Regions from separate parts of the Mus musculus genome. Here regions 1 and 3 are each linked to region 2. The links are chromatin contacts, called in public Hi-C and promoter capture Hi-C maps. All regions are on one chromosome and are shown on one strand. Each heading gives the region's core, a stretch centred on a gene start, on an enhancer-like site or on the middle of the called end of the contact. The rest is flanking DNA. Distances are from core to core; before and after follow the strand shown. Region 1 holds the start of Cul4a (cullin 4A). Region 2 holds the start of Abhd13 (abhydrolase domain containing 13). Region 3 holds the start of Lamp1 (lysosomal-associated membrane protein 1).

Region 1 (2,811 bases), core at 238-2,737, 3.1 Mb before region 2:
ACTTTTAAGTAACATATAAGTAATTATTTGTTCTATCACAAACTAAAACACAGAATATTTAGCAGTTATTGTATAAAACCATGACAGAAAAGTGTGCTTGAAACAGCAAAATGTACTTCGGATGATTTTCCCCCCCTGTTGCAGACACAACTTGTCTTTAAGTTAAAACTACCAGAATCGCCGGGCGTGGTGGCGCACACCTTTAATCCCAGCACTCGGGAGGCAGAGGCAGGTGGAGTTCTGAGTTCAAGGCCAGCCTGGTCTACAGAGTGAGTTCCAGGACAGCCAGAGCAACACAGAGAAACCCTGTCTCAAAAAAAAACAAAACAAAACAAAACAAAAACCCTACCAGAATCTGTCTGCAACCTTATTTGCAATAATTAAACTACAAAACAGTGTGTGTGTGTTGGGGAGGGGGTGTGTGTGTCACAACCCAGGGACCCTACTAGCAAGTGGGGCCGTACTGAGTTCCATGTATAACACACTGGCACTCTGATAACACTGAAGACTGCTGGGGGCTCTGTGCCTCTTAGCTCCAAACACCTCCTTTCTTCTGGCGCTGGGAAAACGTACACCTCCTAAGCAGCCTGGTCTAAGCCTCAACACACAGCACTAATCCAGGGCGGCGATCCATAGAAACACCTGCTGACCCAGGGTTTCGCGGCTTCCGCTAGGGAAGGCTCGGGCCGCAGCTTCTCCCCGGGCGGGCGGGCGGACGGGCGGGCCTCCCTAGCGTTGGCCCCGGTGGCTGCTGGAGGAGGAACCCAGCCAGGTGCTCGCAGGCCCTCGCCGCCGCTCACCTGGTACAGCTCCTCCAGGTTGTACCTGATGGATGTGCTGCTCTGGATGGCCTTGACCGCTTCGTGAAGCTTCCGCCACGTGTCCTGAGTGTAGTTGTCAGGCAGCCGCGGCCTGTCTGTGGGGGAGAGAGGGTCAACGGCCGCGCGGGGACAGCACAGGCCGGGGCACCGAGGCAGGGCCCGGCCGGGCTAGCCAGGAGGTGCGGGATCGGGGCCAGCTGGGGCGCGGGGACGTGGCGGAGCGTGAGGTGCAGGGACAAGTCGGGTTGCGGCGCCGAGACGGGACAGTGCGGGAACCAGGCGGGCCGGGGCGCGGGGACAGGGCCTGCCGGGCAGCCCCAGGAGGCCCTGTCCGAGCGCGCGACCCGCCGGCCGCCCCGTTCGCTCCTCACCGGAGCGCACCCACCTCGGAAGTTCTTGATGACCAGCTTCCTGGAGCCTCCCGTGCCCCCCGGCTTGGCGGGGCCACCGGCCAACGCCGCGGGCTTGGTGAGGCCGTTGGTGCGGCCCATGAGAGCCGAGACGCTGCCCTTCCGAGGGCCCTCGTCCGCCATGGCTGGGCCGGACGCCGCCCCGCCCCGCGCCGCCCGGCTCCTCCTCCTGCCCTGCGCCCGCTCCGTGCGCGCCCGGCTCCTCCTCCTGCTGCTGTCGGGCTCCGCCCGTGAGCGCTCGGCTCCTCCTCTTTCTGCTCGCGGCCGGGTCCGCGCGCCCGAGGCCCAACCGCCGCGGCGCGCACCGGAACGATCCGGCTCCTCCTCCTATGCGCGAACTCCGCCCAAGGAGGGCTCGGGGACTCGCAGGCGTTCTACAACGAATGCTCGCGAGAGGGCGCCGTGACACCTGCACCGAGGGCTCCGGAGCTCGCCGCCCCACGTCACGTCGAGGGCCGTGACGAGGACACCCCGGCGAGGACTTGAGTGGATAAAAGCACCCGGCAACCTTGCCTCCTGGATCACCTTACACCTAGGATGCTCAGGGATGCTGCTCCGTGCGCTAGCGCGCCGAGGGGTTGGGGACGGGATGCTCTGCACCCATTTATCTGGGGTGCCCCAGTGTGAGATGTGGGAGGACTCAGGAACACATCCTAGGAGTGCGCGGGACGCCTTCCCAGTGGGCTCTGGACTTTGGTTCCGGGAGAGTCAGGAGCGCCTCTGCACACGGAGGGTTGGGGATCGGGTCACCCTCATGGGAGAGGGGTGCGAGGAATCGGGTCGCTAGCACACCGACGTGACCAGGGACACGTTCCCAAGTCGGTTGGGAACTCCTCCACGTCAGTCCTCCGCCCTCGCGCGCGCCCCCGCCGCACCCGAGGCGTCCCGGCGACCGCGCTGACAGCTGCCCCCAAAGAAGTGCTCTCACCACCGGCTCGGCTCGGCTCGGCTCGGCTCGCTCCACCTTCACCCGCTCCGGAACCAACGTGCAGAGGTTACCGTGTGGGGACAAGGAGCGGAAACGGACCTGCGCCGGAAGTGAGGCACTCAACACCCGCGGCCGCCGCTATGGCGCACATCACCATTAACCAGTACCTACAGCAGGTGGGTTTCGCTTGGTATCCTGGCCTACGGGCCACGAGGGGTGAGTCCTGGGGCCGGGTCGGACGGTGCCGGGGGTCCTGCGGCTGGCCTCGAGGCGAGGAGGGTGTGCTGCACGCGGTGGGCAGCCTGCCTTGTTCGGAAGTTGCAGGTGCTGCCCGGTGGACCAGGAGGAGGAGGATCCGAGGTGGAGGTAGCAAGATCGGGGCCACTTGTAGAAACGGTTGTCTGTGTAGTCAGCGCTGCTGTCCGCACGAAGCACGTTGTGTCTCTTGGCAGCGGTGCCCATCAAGGCTTTACTTAAAGCCTGGGAGTGGCACAGGCAAACACTGTTGCATCCGGGTGGAGGGCCGTGATTGCGTCTTCTAGGGTGTTGAAGATGTGAATCCCACTAGGCAACACACCTGGTGCAAGGGGCAGCCAGATAGGGAAGACTGATGAACGTTTTAACTGACTACACTTGCTGCTCATGGCTGCTT
Region 2 (2,700 bases), core at 141-2,640:
AAGACTTGACAGCCCAGTGCCTGAGTTTCTGAACTGTCTGGGAGAGCATCCAACGTTCCGGCGAAAGGCAGCAGGCCAAGTGCTACCTGTGGCTGTACATGTACAAGTCAGCTAGCCTTCTGCTTGCCCGGTCTTTCTAATACCTATTTCCAGGATGTGGTGATAAAATGCTGCCACCTCTGAGTCAAAATTCAAGCATTTTCTTATCTATCGCAGCAAAGCAAGTCTCAGTAAGCACTGCGAATCCCAGTTAAATCACGGCAGTGACTCAAGTTATTAGAGTGAAGCTTTATTTTTCTGTGGAGACCCAGCTCAGACTACAGGTCCTCCAGCAAGCTTTCCTCGGACCTCGTTCCCAGTGTCACCAGTTCCATCCTGTAGCCTGGGCCGACTCATGTGGCACTATTTACTAAGGGGGTGATGAGCCTGCTTATATAGGCTGGGAGTTCCGTGATGGCAGTGACCTTATGTTACTCCATCGGACGCTTTCAACGCGTAGCAAGGCCGAAGGTACAGAGCAAGTCCAACTCAATCCCAGCTCAACTGAGTCAAGTCTTTGGTAGCACAGCTGTGACATAACTCTGCACTGCCAATCATTAATTCTCAGTGAGATAAAACAGTGCTTTAGAGAAGAACATGTCTAAGCACACACACACATAAGGACTAATTCATGCCAAAAGACAGAGCAGATCGACAAAAAACAAAACAAAACCCAACGTTCAAACTTAAAGCCAGTGTGTCACTTGGTTCCTGCTGCCTGGTAGACAAGTGCACAACTAAAGGTTTACTTTAGGTTGCCAGCTCAGCCAAGCACACTCCCTGATGCATTCTCGCTTCACACCAATGGCTAAAAAAAAAAAGAGGCCCAGTGACTTCAAGTGTGCGACAACTCTCTGGATTTTATGGCCCCGTCGCCCGCAGCTGCGAGGTTAGCAGGTCTGCACCTGTTACAGACAAACGCGCCCAGTCCCTCCGACCCAAGCCCGGGGTTTGCTGGCCGACTGTTCTGGGAGTAGATACGGGCTCCCGAATCCGAGCTGCGGGGTGAGGAGGTCGGGGAGGCCGCCCGCGTCCCCGCCGCACTTACTCAGGCTCGCGGGCGGGCTGCGCAGTCGGCCGCGGGCTCGGAACCCGGCTCCGCGCTGCAGCGAGGCCCCGCGCCGCCCCCGCCGCTCCTCATCGTCTTCCTCCCGCCGAGGGGCCGCCGTCGCCACTGTCTAGCCCGGAGCTCCTGCGGCGCGGCGGGCCCAGCTGGCGCAGCCTCCACTTCCGGCTCGCGCGCGGTGTCCCTGGCAAATAACCCCGCCGGCCCCCACATAACCTGTTCTCCAGCTTCCTCCCGGGAGCGCGAAGCCAACCTGTGCACCCCTATGCGCATGCGCAGGACACTGGGCTCCGCCTTCATGCTACGGTAGCCCGTAGGGGCAAGATACATCTCGGCGTTTCCAGTCAACTGCTGCCTGAACACATTTCGGAGAACAAGGAGTTTCTCTTCTCTCCTCTTCTCCCCTCCTCTCCCAAATGTGCCTGCTCTTGGCTATGCTCTTTCACTTATCTGCACTAAACTTTCTCTTCCACCATGCCTAACTTTCAGGTAGTTATGCCCTTCCTTTTTACTTTTTTTTCCCCCCACTCTGAGGATAAAACAAATTTGGTTCTCCATTAACCATGCAGCTAAAAAGCACATTAGAGCAAGAGCTTTGAATTAACTAATAGCTTTTCTCGGCTCATAATTTGTGGTTCTTTCGTATCAGTAAAGCAGAGCCCGACCTGTGCCTGACGTCGGAGCGCAGGAGCAGTTGAATAAGACACGGATGTGTAAGAGTTGTACAAGCTGTACGAGCACCGCTGATGCTCCTGTACAGTAACGTGTGGCTTTGCAACACCACAGGGAAACTATCGTGAGACTAAGGGAAACTACAGAGAAAATAACTGGCCACACGGAGCCGTAGGATCTGGCCCCACTTTAAACTAGCCCTGGACTGTCGGCCTTGTGAAATGCAGCGTAAACACATTAGACAACCCCTGAAAGCAATTGACACTCTAGTGTCTCACCAGGACTGCAAAGTTTCACCTTCAAAGAAAGTGTTCCCCACACTTTGCCTATAATTTCTGAACTCTTATTGGTGGAGTAGGGCAGGTCATAGCCACCAATGCCAGTGGAAAGTAAGAGTTTCTGAGACGTGGAGCGTACGTTTATACTTCTATTTTGAGTATCTAGTATAGTTATTGAGTGACAGTAAGGTGTTCAATAACACTATCAGCTAGCTTTATTCCAAATCACCGAGCACCATTGAAAAGCCTTTAGTCCATGTAAGTATGTTTCTGCGCCATGAATTATTTATTACTATGTAATACATAATTATTTTTATTATTATGTATTATTTCTGCACAGTGAAAAGGCTACCAAGAACACAGAACCTGAATTAATTTTGCAAAAGTCTTTTTCTGGAGCCCTAGACTTTTTAGGTGGGAGGATTCTCTTCTGTCCTGGAAGTCTTCAGAAGCCAGTCCTGTCAGGGCAGCAACCCAGGCTCCAAGTTCCTCAAATTCGGCTCAACGATGACATCCAGCGGCGAGGGACCGAACATCCTTTGCTACAGGCAGAGACAGTGGAGGCGCGCTGCGCAGGCGCTCTGAGCCGCCGCGCCGGCCCGCCCCTGCCTCGCCTGTGCCTTTAAAAGCCGGCAGGCTCGCCTG
Region 3 (2,700 bases), core at 53-2,552, 3.2 Mb before region 2:
GATTAGTTTAGTTTATTCATTCATTCGTTTATTTATTTCATTTTTGCAACAGGGTCTCCGGTCCTGGCTGTCTTAGAACTCATTATATAGACCAGAATGGCTTGTTAAAGAGATCGTCCTGACACTAGCTCAGGATTAAAGGTATAAACCACTATGCAAGCCACAAGGTAGTTTGAAAAACATGAAGAGGCCTAACCTGGCTGTCCTTTGGATTTTATCCCAATCAGCATTTAGGAAGCAGAGACTACGAGAACCTGAACCTGTGAGTTTCAGGCCAGCGTGGTGGTGAGACACCCCTCCCCCCATTTTAAAAGTATAAAACAGTCTAAGGGTTTAAGTCGTTTTTGGCTGTGCTGGAGATTGAACTCCAGCTAGTTACCAAGCCATTCTGACACAACAGAACTTGTTTCGGCAACTCGTATATTAGCTACAACTCCTGAACCGTGAAGGGTCACAGGTCCCCTTAGCAAGGCTTCTGGGTTAAGACCGCCGAGTAAGCGCACCTCTCACGGACCAGAGAGTTCACACAAGTAGCAAAATAAAAGAAAGGGTAAACGAATTCCATAAAGTCACAGTCACAGAATTTGGGGGTGTGAGCCTCTGTGCCCAGGAGATTTGGCCAGCCACCTCTCTCCCGTCCTGAAGATGCTGGCACCGCAGCGAAACGCTCCGCGTTGCCGGGATACAGCGGCGAGGAAGGGCACCCGGCACCCCAGGCAGGGTCCGAGGCAGCACCCAGTCCTCTCACAAGGCAGCTCAGAGCCAGCAGCACTGCCTGGCAGGAACTCCAGCCCAGCTCCTTCCAGAGCGGCTCAGACTGGGCTCCCAACCCGCACCTACGTCCTTAGGCCCGCACGGGCTCCCAGGCGGCGAGCGCCACTGCGGAGCGGGCGGGCCGGCTCGAGGCCTTCTTGACGCCCGCGGCTCCGGGCGCCCCGTCCCCGCCCGGCCTGCCGCTCTGTTCCCGTCCGTCCCGAGACACCGACCCCGCCCGGCCCTCCTTCTCTCTCCCTCCCTCTCGGGCTCACCCAGCAGCAGCAGGAGCAGCGGCCGCCGGGCGCCGGGGGCCGCCATGGCGCGACGCAGCCGAGGCCGGAGGACGGCGGTTGCGCGGGCGGCGAGGCCGGCGGGAGGGCGCGTCCACCGACTCGAGAGGCCCCGCAGCTGCGGCGCCGGCACGGAGAGGACCCTGCGGCCGGCAGCGCCTGTCACGTGAGCAGTGCCGCGCCCGCCGGTCACGTGAGCCGAGGGTCTCGCGAGAGCCCGTGGACCGCCAGCTTACTCCTCACTTCTTCGGGAGGCTCCGTTCCGCACGTGATGTGGTCACGTGCCAGTCGGCATCACGTGGGCGCTGGACCACGTGATATCTTGCCCTCTCCCCACCCCCTTCCCCCCCCCCCCCCCACGGCCTTTCTCCCGAGTGTCCCGAAATGGAAAGTAGGTTGTGGCTTTGAGTAAGGGAAGGAGAAACGCTGTCGGAGAAAGTGAAGATGGAAACAGGAAGCCATGAAGGCTGGACTGAGCCCCGTAGGCCAGCTACATGCCACAGTTCAGGTCCAAGCCCCTGAAGGCCTGCAGCCCAGTGGTAGTCTTGGTTGAGAGCCATGTCTAGGTCAATACCAGTGTTTACATCCCAGGACAGTGTGCATATCCATTTCGAGGTGGGTATTCCCATCTAGACCCGTGCCCCAGGCCCAGGCTGACCTCCACTTTCAGGCTCACATACTAGTGTCTAGGGTCAGCCCCGAATGTGTCCCATTCGGTGATCCAGGCAGAGGACAGTCCTTTAGGATACGTAGATGGTGGGAGATGTGGAAAAGATACTTTTTAAGAGATAGGATTTCAGAATATATCTTTAGCCGGCCTCAAACTCAGAGATCAGCCCGCCTCTGCTTCCTGAGTGCTCAGATGATGTGTGTGGGCGCAGTGTTCTTGACCATTCCTGGCTGCTTAAGGGCATGTGGATGGTCATCTTACCTGAGATGACTATTTCCATGAAGAGTTCAATACTAAAGTATTTTCCTCTTTTGTGAATGTCACACTCAAAACTCGAGGATTGGTTTGATGTTTGGGGACATGGCGTCACCCTAAAGCCCAGGTTGACCTGGAACTCGCATGGACCAGGCTGGCCCCACACTCTGGGCAATCATCCTGTCAGGAGCGCAGAGATTACAGGTGTGTGCCACCATGGCATGAATAATCTGAGCTTTTATGTTATTATATTGTTTTGGAGACAGGGTCTCTCTATATAACCCTGGCAATCCTAGAACTCATTACTTAGACAGGTTGGCCTCAGACTCAAGAGATCAGCCTGCCTCTGCCTTCAGAGTGCTGGGACTAAAGGCCGGAGACCACCAGATCTACCTTGAAGTCCTCAAGTTTTAGCTTGAGGATTCCTCCTGTTAACAGATTTTTCATTCAAGCTGAGTTCTTCCTCCTCAGAATTGTAGACCCAGTAACAAAACTTAAAAGCTGTTTATGTAGTGGACTAGTTTATTCTGTGACCGGAGAATAAGAGTGGTTGGAGAGATGGCTCATTTGTGTAGGACCTTGGTTCCAGTCCCATCACTCACATGGTTCACAACTATCCAGTTCCGGGGAGCCTGATGCCCTCTCCTGACTTCTGAGGGCACACCACACCTGCCTATGATGCACAGGCCTACCCTATATTCAAGCAAAACTCTCATGCACAAAATAAAG

Evidence for each region. Promoter capture Hi-C pulls out the DNA fragments that hold promoters and counts their contacts. Hi-C and Micro-C count contacts between places; a contact is called where the count stands out from the background.
Region 1: a contact with region 2 is called in a Hi-C map of muscle stem cells, with 6 times the contacts expected there. The contact joins the promoter of Cul4a here to the promoter of Abhd13 in region 2. A contact is called at or near these places in 2 of 484 Hi-C or Micro-C datasets (CD4 T cells and muscle stem cells).
Region 3: a contact with region 2 is called in a promoter capture Hi-C map of pre-B cells, with 5 times the contacts expected there. The contact joins the promoter of Lamp1 here to the promoter of Abhd13 in region 2. A contact is called at or near these places in 2 of 39 promoter capture datasets (cranial neural crest and pre-B cells).

What each region holds. Positions count from the first base shown.
Region 1 is chr8:13,104,299-13,107,109 of GRCm38.p6, reverse strand. It overlaps Cul4a (cullin 4A), which reads right to left and starts at 1,487. Exons shown (of 20, transcript NM_146207.3): 1 at 1,207-1,487; 2 at 801-916. The coding sequence starts at 1,354. It overlaps Pcid2 (PCI domain containing 2), which reads left to right and starts at 1,767. Exons shown (of 14, transcript NM_178708.3): 1 at 1,767-2,335. The coding sequence starts at 2,300.
Region 2 is chr8:9,976,407-9,979,106 of GRCm38.p6, reverse strand. Abhd13 (abhydrolase domain containing 13) reads right to left here and starts at 1,390. Exons shown (of 2, transcript NM_001081119.1): 1 at 1,088-1,390. It also overlaps a transcript of Lig4 not described here.
Region 3 is chr8:13,157,763-13,160,462 of GRCm38.p6, reverse strand. It overlaps Lamp1 (lysosomal-associated membrane protein 1), which reads right to left and starts at 1,302. Exons shown (of 9, transcript NM_010684.3): 1 at 1,029-1,302. The coding sequence starts at 1,074.